Regions from separate parts of the Gossypium hirsutum genome. Here region 1 is linked to region 2. The links are chromatin contacts, called in public Hi-C maps. All regions are on one chromosome and are shown on one strand. Each heading gives the region's core, a stretch centred on a gene start, on an enhancer-like site or on the middle of the called end of the contact. The rest is flanking DNA. Distances are from core to core; before and after follow the strand shown. Region 1 holds the start of LOC107917798 (carbon catabolite repressor protein 4 homolog 6). Region 2 holds the start of LOC107917721 (leucine-rich repeat-containing G-protein coupled receptor 4).

Region 1 (5,395 bases), core at 3-2,502, 480 kb after region 2:
AGGCTAAGGACTGGACTTACAACCTATTTATTATACTAATTATAGATAGAGCAAGCTTCTAGCAAATCAATAATTTTCAAGATAAAAATGGAATCAAATTACAGGCCTCCATATTTTGTTCGCATATGTCAAACTTGATTACAGTTCTGAAACATAGAAGAGGGATAAAGGATAACCTGAAAGCACAAAATATCAGCTGACCATAAACTGATCTCAAACATTAAATTCCTCATCCTCCACTCCCAATTCATCATATGGAAAGGTATATGGAAGTAAAGATTCCGATGGGTACTAGCAAGGTAATCCGCCAATACATTATATGAAAGGACAACAAACTTATCTGCAAATGATATATATAAAAATTAATCAAAACAACTAAATAAGCTATCTTTCAATTTGGTTTCTGCTGTTACTACTTACTCTCTGCTATTTGCTTGTCTGCTTCAAAATTTTGCTAAATTTCTTTTACAGAGAAAAGGAACAAATTCACGATATTTTCTTTTTAAAAGTTTTTTTTTTCTCTTTGAAGAAACAGAAGCGATGGAAAACAGAGATTAAGCATACTGATATTAATTACCAGAACGCGGAGGCGGCGGAGTTCCTGCGTACTTCCATTCCCGGTAATCCCAGGGCTTGGAATTGCGGGGACGGAAAGGCTTAGGCGCAGGATTTTGACCAAATGGATGACGTGGCGGTTGACAACGGTTGTACGGACGAGCCGGAGGAGGTTGGCGAAAAAACTGTTGGTTTTGGTTGTAAGGAGATGAAGGCCTAGGGTTATAACCGAACTGCTGAGACTGAAAGGAGTTTTGGTTGGAGAAATTTCCTCGACGGAAACCTAAGTTCGCTTCTCCAACAGAGTCCAAGTTCGAATCCCCTGTAAGTAGATGGCCTCTTCCGCCGCTGTTGGTTCGGTCGGAGAAGCTTCTGCCCCATTGATTTCGACCGCCTCGATGCTGTTACAGTTAGAAATTTGAATGTTAGCGCACATAGATGGAAATATAATACACAGGGCAATGTGTTTGAGAGGAGATGAAGTACGGGACGTTGGTAAGAGAACATGGCGGTGGTGTCGGCTGTAGCAGTGGCGGCAAGGAATTTGAGCAGTAGATGAGGACAACGCCGCATCGAAAGAAACTGTTTCAGTGAAGTGGAACCAGAGCGGTAAGCGGCTGGAATCAACTAATAATAATAATAATATCAATCGTGCAAATTACTAGAAACTCTAGCATGCAAAACATTTAGGACATAATTTATGTTTCACAATAATATTCGATAAATAATAAAAATATATGATTAGAAATTAATTAATAATATTTAAAATTAGAAATTAATTAATAATATTTAAAATATATTTAATATTAAAATAAAAATTAGTTCAAATTATGAGGAAAATGAATTTTAAATAAGTAAATATGTTATATTAAGCTCCTTTTTGTTAATTGTATAATAATATGAGGAAAAAGTTACTTAATGCATATATTTTAAAATAGTTAATGCCTTGTTTTTTACTCCCTGGCATTTTTTTATAAACGGGTATTTTTTTTAAAGAGTTGGAGGCATTGATCTATCATTATTGGTGGGTATTGGGGATCGACTCAATTAAAGAACGAATAAGTAAAAATAGCGAAAGAAATTGAGAATTTGAACATACAAATTTAACGTGGAAAATCTCTCAAAAGTAAATAAAAAATCACAGGTAAAGATAATTTTACTATAATGATAAAAGAACGAATAGTATAAAAGATGGAGATAACTAAATCCCAAAACTCAAAAATAAAGAACCCTCAAAATGTTAACACAAAATTCTCCAAAAAAGGTTGTAAAAGAGCTTAATCTTCTAAAAAGAAAATATACTTTGTTTAACTTACTTAAGAGCAATTTCTTATTTAATAGGAATTTGGGTCACATAACTCTAACAATCTCCACCAAGTCTTTCGGGGTTATTATCGTCTACACAACCAACTTTATATGAAGACCTAGGACATGCCAAAAACCTAATTCTAGCTACCAACACTCCTGTAAAAAAGATCTTAGGGGTTTGATGTAATTAAGTCGACTTAAACGCATTCAAAAACCCTCGTAGATTAGGAGTAAGATTAAACTTAGTTTTCTTTCAGTTTTCATAAACTCATTGTTTTTTATTTTTCTTTGAATCGATTTCGATCCAAGATTTCTTTTATATTATTGAAGTATTTTAGTTATTTCTTCTTCATAAACGATGATAGTTGATTATTCCAGTTAAGAGATTCATTACTCCTGTAACATCCCAAAAATAATTTTGAGTTGGAACATCCATTGATTTGTGGATTTCCTCTCAAAATTCAAGATCTACTATTAAAGAACCATGTGTTCTTGTAAGAAGATGACATTGATAAAAATCATTTAATTGACTCTCAAATCATGTAAAAATGTTTCTAATCACATAAAAACAAGTTTAGGATTGAAGATTACCTTTGATTCGCTATAAATTCATTGATTGAAAATCTTGATTCAAGAAACTTGATAAATTTCAGAATATTTTTTGCTACTTTTGAGAATAATTTTGGGTGAATTGAGAGAGCATTTTGAGAATGAAATTGGTTGGATCTATTCTCTAATGATAGATCTTCAAAATCATGCAAAGAAAATGAATTTTAAAGCTCTCTAAATTTTCTCTCAAAAATTCTAATTTTAAGGTTTATTTTCCATATAAATACTTTAAAGTTTCCTTTGTTTTACAATTAAATCCTATTTAATTAATATTTAAATTTTACTCAATTTACCCCTAATAAAAATTATTTTAAAATTCTTTTCAACCAAAATTGATTAGTTTCACTAATAATTATTTAAAATCTTTAAAATTGATTTTTTGAAAATATTTTTTAAAATTTTTTGGATTATTGTTTCATCGAATTTAGATAAAATTAACCTCTTAAATTGAATTAAAAATCACTGGAAACCCTATAAATTCCTTAGAAACCCTATAAATTTCTAGTTTCACACTTAGAACCCGAAAAATATACCCAAAACTACTAGACCCGGTTTAGGGATATTACAACTCCACCTTCAACTGAACTGTATGTGGAGAAATATTCTCTCGGGGACTCATGTGGAAACAACATCCTGAATCTAGGATCCACCCGAAGGTAAGCTCAGAGTTATCGCTCGTTGACACTAACAAGAAATCATCCCTGCCTTCGTCTACCAAATTAGCACCATCTACATCTTCCTTGTTACTATCAACAACCCCTTTATTTTACAGTTTATAACAATCTCCTTTGACGTTTCCTAACTTCTTACAACAGTGATACCTTTTGCTCGCTTATTTTATGCATGGTAGATGGGACCTTGAATTCTTTTGGAATGTGAAAGGCCATATGATGTGTTTTGGTGGTCGACCATGTACCTATAGACATATACATGCTGCGAATTAAAACATGAAAAACATGATGCATGATAAATTAAAACAACAAACATGTAAATATCAATTAAAGAACTCAAATGATGGATTTCATTTGAACTTTGGGTCCCTAGCATTTAAGCCAAACTCGAGTCCTTCTAGCTGAAACACATGATGTGACCGAGATCACATTAAGCGTTTTGAGTTCAAATTGAATTGTAAACATGATTTTTTTTTTCTAGATTTTATTTTAAAAGACTAAAATAACATTAAATTAAGATTTATTACTTTATTAAAATAAGGGCATTTTGGAAATTTAATAATTAACTTGGGACCTGATAATGGGTGACACCAAATCAATCAAAATCTTTATCGTATAACTAGAACTTTATTACATGCGTATGTGTAACATCCCGAAATAAGGCCTAGTCGGAACAGTGGTTTCGAGACCATAAATTCGATAAAGAAAATTTCATTTTTATTATATTTTTATGGTCTACGATTTCACGAAATAATATTGTGAAAATTTCGTTCGAAAATTTCGACGTTTGGGCACTCAATTTGGTCAAAAGGACTAAATTGTAAAAAGTGCAAAAGTTAAATTCTACATGTTAGAGGTGTCTAATTGTTATGAGTTTTAAAATTAAAGGTCTTTAAATGGTAATTAGACCATTTTGAAGTTTGTGGACAAAAATGGACATGGTATGATAGGTTTTTAAAAGTTTTTCATTAAGGGCATTTTAGTAAATTGGTAATTAAATGAATGAAAAAGCCAGAATATGCCAAATTTGCTCATCTTCTTCCTCATGGCCGAATGTCTCATGAAAAAAACCATGGCTAGGTTTTCAAGCTTTCCAATCTCATTTTTAAGTGATCCCGAACACCGTTTTTAATGTTCTTTACATTTTTTGAAGTCCCGGTAACATGATCTACTCTTTTCTACCATTATTTTGAGCTAGGGTTTATGTTTAAAAATTTACCCATGAGTAATATGCATGCATTTTAATGTCTAATGGTAGAAAATGAGTGTTGGGTTTTAAATAAACGACTTTTACTAAGCAGTTTTTGATGAAAACGTCCAAAAGGACCGTTTTGTAAAAGTTGTAAAATTGGTCATAAAAGGGTGATTTAGTGGAAATTTGGGCTGCCATAGTTATGAAAATGATTCAGCTAGGCTTAAAATGTAAGGAAATTGAATAAAAATCATTTTACGAGCATTGGGGCAAAAGCGTAAATATGTGAAAGTTTAGGGGTCAAAATGAAAATTTATAAAAATATGATTTTTGGACCCATATGAATAATGTGACTAGTTATTAGGATAAATGTGATATTATAGATCAAGGAAATCGAGATTCGGGCTTAACTCGGGAAAATACAAGGTTTTGGACTAAAATGGTAATTTACCGTTTCTAGATCCGAGGTAAGTTCGTGTGTTAATAATAATGTAATACCATGAATGAATTGTAATTCTCTATTGATATGACATAAATTGTATGATTTAATATGTTTAAGAGAAGTTGATGAATGGTGTGTATGATATAGAAAATGTAATGCTTGTTGTGTCATGTGAAATTGAATGGAAAATTATTGTTACATGAATTGAATGTTAAATTACTATTACATGGGTTGTATGAATTGCTACACAGATGTACCTGACAAGATTTCGACGAGTAAGTTCAAATAACTTAAAGTAAACCTCTAATATGCCTAAATGCATGTTTTATAAATGTGTGATGGTTGTATATAATCATGGCATGAAAATCCATGAAATGTGTTAGTAACAAATATGACAAAATGATAAATGTCTCGCTTGAATGAATAAGAGATATCTAATGGATACGCCATTCTTAATTGATATGAGATCCTGCATGTGTTGCAGAAAAGAATTTAGCCTGGACGGGTAATCCTTTGATCTCAGAATAAAAAGGATCTAGCCCGGATAGGTGTTCCTAAAGTGATCTAGCCTCCCGAAGAATATGTGTAAACAGATTTAGCCTCGATGGGTAATCTGAA
Region 2 (5,598 bases), core at 305-2,804:
AGAAGATGAGATAGAACCAACTTGTTGAAAACTTGTTGACTTATATCCTTTGGAAGCATTGTGAATGAACTATACTGGTTGATGTCCTGTGATAGGAAAAGAATATAATTTCAAGAAAAAAAGAAAAAAAAATCCCCTAAAGGACATGCCAGATACCAATGTGATAAGACTTACTTCGCATATTTTATGGATGCATAATTCCATGAGAGACGGGCAATTGGCCAATCCAGGCTGGTGAACCACCATGGGCCGAGAAAAGGAGGTTAGAAGCCACTTTGAACTACCACTTTTTCCGTACCTTCCAGACACTCCTCTTCTCATTCCATCTTCAACGACCTGTTGGTCTCTTTTCCTTGAACACACTCCCCCCATTAGACTAATAGTCTAATAAATTATCAATAAATATCATGAAGCAAGAAGAAAAACCAATTTACTCCCCATTTTAGAACCATCAAACATGGTCTGAACTCTGAAGTCTAAACGCTGCTTCACCTTACAACACAACTGAACAGAAACAACAGCATCAGAGAGTCAGCTCTTTAAAGTGTACAACGAATGCAAAACCAAAAGACCAACAAACCCATTATCTCGCATAAGTGACATTGGACTTATGTATAAATCAAAGCTAGCAGTACTCATCCCGAGCATTGTGAATGCAAAATTCTCGTTGGTAAACAGAAACGGCTATAGATTCATAAAAAAAGAAAAAAAAATCAGAGCCATCGAAAGCAACAGTTACAGAGAAGTTCCTGAAATCGAGCTTTGAATAGTTTAAGGGATATCTCATCGTGAGCATTAATTCAAAATAAATACAGTTATTAAAGGGGAAAAAACAGAGCTTAAGAAACAGAACGTTTAAGTGTTTAAATAACAAATTAAGCTGCACCTAATTCTTAACTTGCATCCCGAAAAAGCCAACATACATAAATTACAAACCCCTAGAATAAGTATTCAAAACCCCATTTAAAGGACAACGCATAACCTCCCTCATTAAACCATAAAATAAAATTAATAAATGCAACTAAACATTTAAAAAAATAAAAAGATCATATGAAACGATGATCAGGAAGTGTTTTTACATTTTACACCACATTTACCTGTCTACTTTATCATCAACAATTTTTTTTTTACAAAAAAAAAAAGAAGACAAAAGGTTATCAATGTAACACGTCAAAATAAAGAAAAAAAAACTTCCTCATAAAAATTCGCAATTTAAGGAGCGAAGAGCTAAGGATAGTTGAATTCTGGTGCTTTGGCAAAATAAAATAAAAGAACTTTTAACTTTTTTTTTCCTCTTGAGGAATCAAACGAAGAAAGGACGGAAAAAAGATCCTAAGAAATAAAGACCACAGTATCGAATAACGATCATATTCACAAAAAAAAAAAGAAGAGAGAAAAAGGAGACCTTAGAAAGAGAGATATAATCATCAGGTCATAATCAGAGCGGAAAAAGGCAAAACACTTGCAGAGAAATAGAAATGGAAGGAGGAGGAGGAGGAGGAGGAAGTGAAACTGAAAGAGCAAGAAAGCAGGGGAAACAAGTAGAAGAAGTGAGGGGGAGTTTGTGGAGACTTTGAAGCCGTTTGATGAGTGCCACGTGGAGAAATTTTGATGGAAAAGGACAGGTGGTGGTGTATGAGTAATGTGGGTCCCACTAGTCCCTGTTCTTTCTGCTGGACCGTTTCGGTTAGCGGGCGGGCAAGAAGGGTAAACCAAAAAAGAAAAAAAAAAGTTTGTCCAATTTTATTTTCATATTCTCCTTCGACAAGCTACTTAGTCAATACCCATCATACACGTAGCCGCCATGCTTGTCTTCTTTTATTTATTTATTTATTTTGCTTAAAATCTTTACCTTATGATTTTACATTTTATTTGATCACGCTCGTGACATCATTTACATAATTGTTTTCTTAGTACTCCTAAATAGTGATATTTTTTATTTGCTTTGTGACTTTTAAACGTCTTTTGAAAATTTTAAATTAATGTTTATGAAATTGAAAATAAATTTCAGTTTAATCGATTGAATTGGTTTTGACGATAAAAAGTAAATAAATTATTAAAAATTATAAAAATTGATTTAGTTGTTAGTTAATTAGTTCGCGAGTCAACTTATTTTTCTCTTATTAATTCAATATCTCAATTGATTCTTAATCCTATAGATCAATCTAATTCAAACAACATTTATCAAAATACACTTTTAAACTATTTATACCGGCTTACATATTAGGTTATATCCGATACTAAAAGATTATCCATAAAAAAACAGTTCACAAGGCCTAGAACATTTAATTAATCTAGTTATTAATAACAAAGATTCAACAAGCTTGCTAGAAAGGATCATGAGCAATCAAGGTTGTAAGACCAGCAAACTCGTCATTAAACACATTAAGAAGATCAACACACTAACATAACTAGACCGATAATAAACAACCATGCATCGAGTAACCCAAACTTTTGGTATAAATTACCTAAGTTACAACTATCATTCTATTTATTTACATTATATTTCTTCGATTTATTGGTAAAAAGTCCTCAGTGAAAACTAAAAAATTAATGAAGCCCTCAACAAAATTTAGCACCCAATCGAGCCTTTAAAGGATGAAAAACTAATTAATCAAACTCCTCTGTTAATATTGACCATGTTTAACCATTAAGATTCGCTAATGTGTTTGATAGACCAATCGGAAGACACATAGTAGTCACGTGTTGCCATCCAAATGAATCTGGACAATCATGTGTCCAAGGTCATCCTAGATGTATTTTTTTAAAATATTTATTTTTTAAAAAATATTTGTTGATATGACAAAATGTCATGTCAGCATGATGTACACGTGGCTACCATGTGTCACCTTCCGATTGGTTTGTCAACCACGCCAACGAGACTTAACGGTCAAACCTAGTCAATGTTAACAGAAGGGCTTGATTGATTAATATTTCATCCTTTAAGGGCTCAATTAGGTGCTAAATTTTGTTGAGGGCTTAATTGATTTTTTTTATTTTCCACTGAGGGCATTATTTACCAATAAGCCTATTTCTTTTTACCTCCTTAAACCATATTGTTTTCCTATTTCATTACAATTCACCCTAAAGTAGAAGTATAAATGAGACATTGGTGTTTGCAATCTATTTGAGTTCGACTTAAAAAATTTGAACTCAATTTAATAATTATCAAGTCAAGCTCAAGCTTGAGCAATTCAAGCTTAGTGATAGAACCTTATCAAGCTTTTCACTTTTAATATATATTTTAAATATTTTTATAGATGATGATTGAAAATTCGTGAGGCAAGTGTACATATCGATCAAGTAACAAAGTGATAAGAAGATATCGTTCCCATAATGACCAAATTCTGAGTTGCTAAATACCAACAATTCAGTTTTTATCTAATCCATATCAATAAAATAAATTCTAATTACTATTAATTAAACTTAAGCAAACTATAAAGATATTATTAAATAAAACAATAAAATTTCCTATGTTTCTCAATCAATCTTAAAGACTTGGAACTCTAACTTCACCTAATCTAATTAATCAATTATCTCTCATTATCTCTCATTCAATTGTTCAATCTATGTAATCACTAACTCAGGATTCAATGGTATTAACTAGACCTTTCTTATGTCACAGGGCTAGAAATTAAGTCTGGCAAACCATGCGACCTTAGGTGATTTCTTTACTTCTAGTTCGCCTAAGTCAGCCTATCTCTCGAAGGATGAGATTTCTTACAGAAATTCTCTAAGATACCAAAGTATAGAGGAAGCAAACTCACAAGGCAAAGGAACTCAAATCAAACACAAAAGCCACAAGAAAACTAAGCACGCCAAGTTTTTGAGTACATGCTCTCAAAAATTTTCTTTAACTCAAGAATGTGATACAATGGGATGATTACAAATAAAGGGAAGGGCTCTATTTATAGTTAAGCTTCCCTAGATCCAATGGTACAATTTGAGTTACATCAATGATTGAGATTAGTTCCTATTTACAAGATGGGAGTCCTAAGGGATTTAAATTCTATACAATCTTATCCTTTAGGATTTACAATATTCACTATGGTAACTCTAGTTTAACTAGAGTGTTTCACTGGGCCACCAAGGCTTCAAGTAGATGGGATTATCCATGTATTCCACAAATTGGGCCAATTCAAGTAGGTCAATGAGCCTCATTTAATCAGTTGTCCTCCATGAGATGCTTTATGGGCATTTTTCACGGGTTTTAATCTATGACTTGTGACATTCTCCCTACCCATTCTCGCAATGCCCTCGTCGCGTCCTCGGAATGACACTAGTTTGGCTCATCTTGGAACTGTTTCAATGCCTCGTTCGATTCCCAACTAGTCTCTCTTTCAGTTAGTTTTGCCCCTCAAAACATTTGCCTCAACTTATGTCTCTGTCTTTGCCTAACTCAAACTATATTTCTCACTTGTACATCTTGTTCACAAGAGCCCACCCCTCTTACTTGCCCACATTGAACACTAGGTTAACCTTGAGTATTGCCACCAACTCTGGTTTGTAAGCCCTTCGGCTTACTTGCTCCCAAACTATAAAAGGGCCCCTATGTCTTTGCCAAGCCAATCATAAGTCTGTTGGAAAAAATCTAGTTTGAAAATGATTTTCTTACACAGTAAAAAAATAAAATTTGAAAAACAAGCTGATTTGTGATACTTATAGTAATAAACTTTTTCCCGAAATTGTACTTATGCTTTGGCTAGAAGGATCTTTGTCATTCTCGGCTTTCAATCGAATGACCTTCTCCTCTATTCTCGTACCACGAATTACTTCGAGTGTGGGCTTGAACACTTTTGAGTTAAACACAAAACTAGAAAATATTTTCTTTACTTTCAGTGGGAAAGTGAAAATATTTTCTTTACTTTCAGTGGGAAAGTAAAACTTTCTCTCTTATAGAAATTGGTAGAATTGTTATTCTCAAAAAATAGAATTTATACTTAGAAATAAATTCTCACTATTTTCAGGTAATATAACAATATCTCAAAAGTTGTGAGTAACATATTCTATTTTTAGTCTTATCGATGTCATCTATTTATAGGGAAAAGAAGTGAAACTCTAGTTGAATTAGTAGAATGCATTTAATGTCTATTTAATAGAAAAAAAAAACCAATCCCCTAGTTGAACTAGAAGAGATAAGCGACTAATTGGGTGTGTTTCCTCTCATATGTATTATGATGGAGATTTAGGCCTCTCCTGTATTTGGTCCAATTATATATACTTGGACTTTAACCCAACACTTTATAATTTAATCCAACCCGTTACATGTTTTTCTATTTCTTAAAATAGACATTATTTATTAAATTAATTAATTTTCTATTAAATAATTTTCTTAATCCAATTCTAATTCCGTTAAAATTATGACAACTTTTTTGTAAAAGAATTTATGAGAAAATGTATTTAATTTACACATTTATTAGATTTCATAATGATCAATTAATTTAATTCCATTGTCAAACTTCAATTATTTAAGTAAATTATAGCACCCTACACCTGACTCGACTTACTGGATCCAGATATAGGATGCCACCATAGTTAAAAAAATTTTTCAATGGGCAAAAACCATACTGAACATACTTCTAATTTATTTATATTTTC

What was found. Hi-C and Micro-C count contacts between places; a contact is called where the count stands out from the background.
Region 1: a contact with region 2 is called in a Hi-C map of leaf, with 2.1 times the contacts expected there. The contact joins the promoter of LOC107917798 here to the promoter of LOC107917721 in region 2. A contact is called at or near these places in 5 of 34 Hi-C or Micro-C datasets (callus, hypocotyl and leaf).

Annotation. Positions count from the first base shown.
Region 1 is chrA08:32,190,063-32,195,457 of Gossypium_hirsutum_v2.1, forward strand. LOC107917798 (carbon catabolite repressor protein 4 homolog 6) reads right to left here and starts at 1,253. Exons shown (of 15, transcript XM_016847114.2): 1 at 1,042-1,253; 2 at 578-956; 3 at 177-340. The coding sequence starts at 1,128.
Region 2 is chrA08:31,711,360-31,716,957 of Gossypium_hirsutum_v2.1, forward strand. LOC107917721 (leucine-rich repeat-containing G-protein coupled receptor 4) reads right to left here and starts at 1,555. Exons shown (of 16, transcript XM_016847006.2): 1 at 1,406-1,555; 2 at 175-504; 3 at 1-86. The coding sequence starts at 372.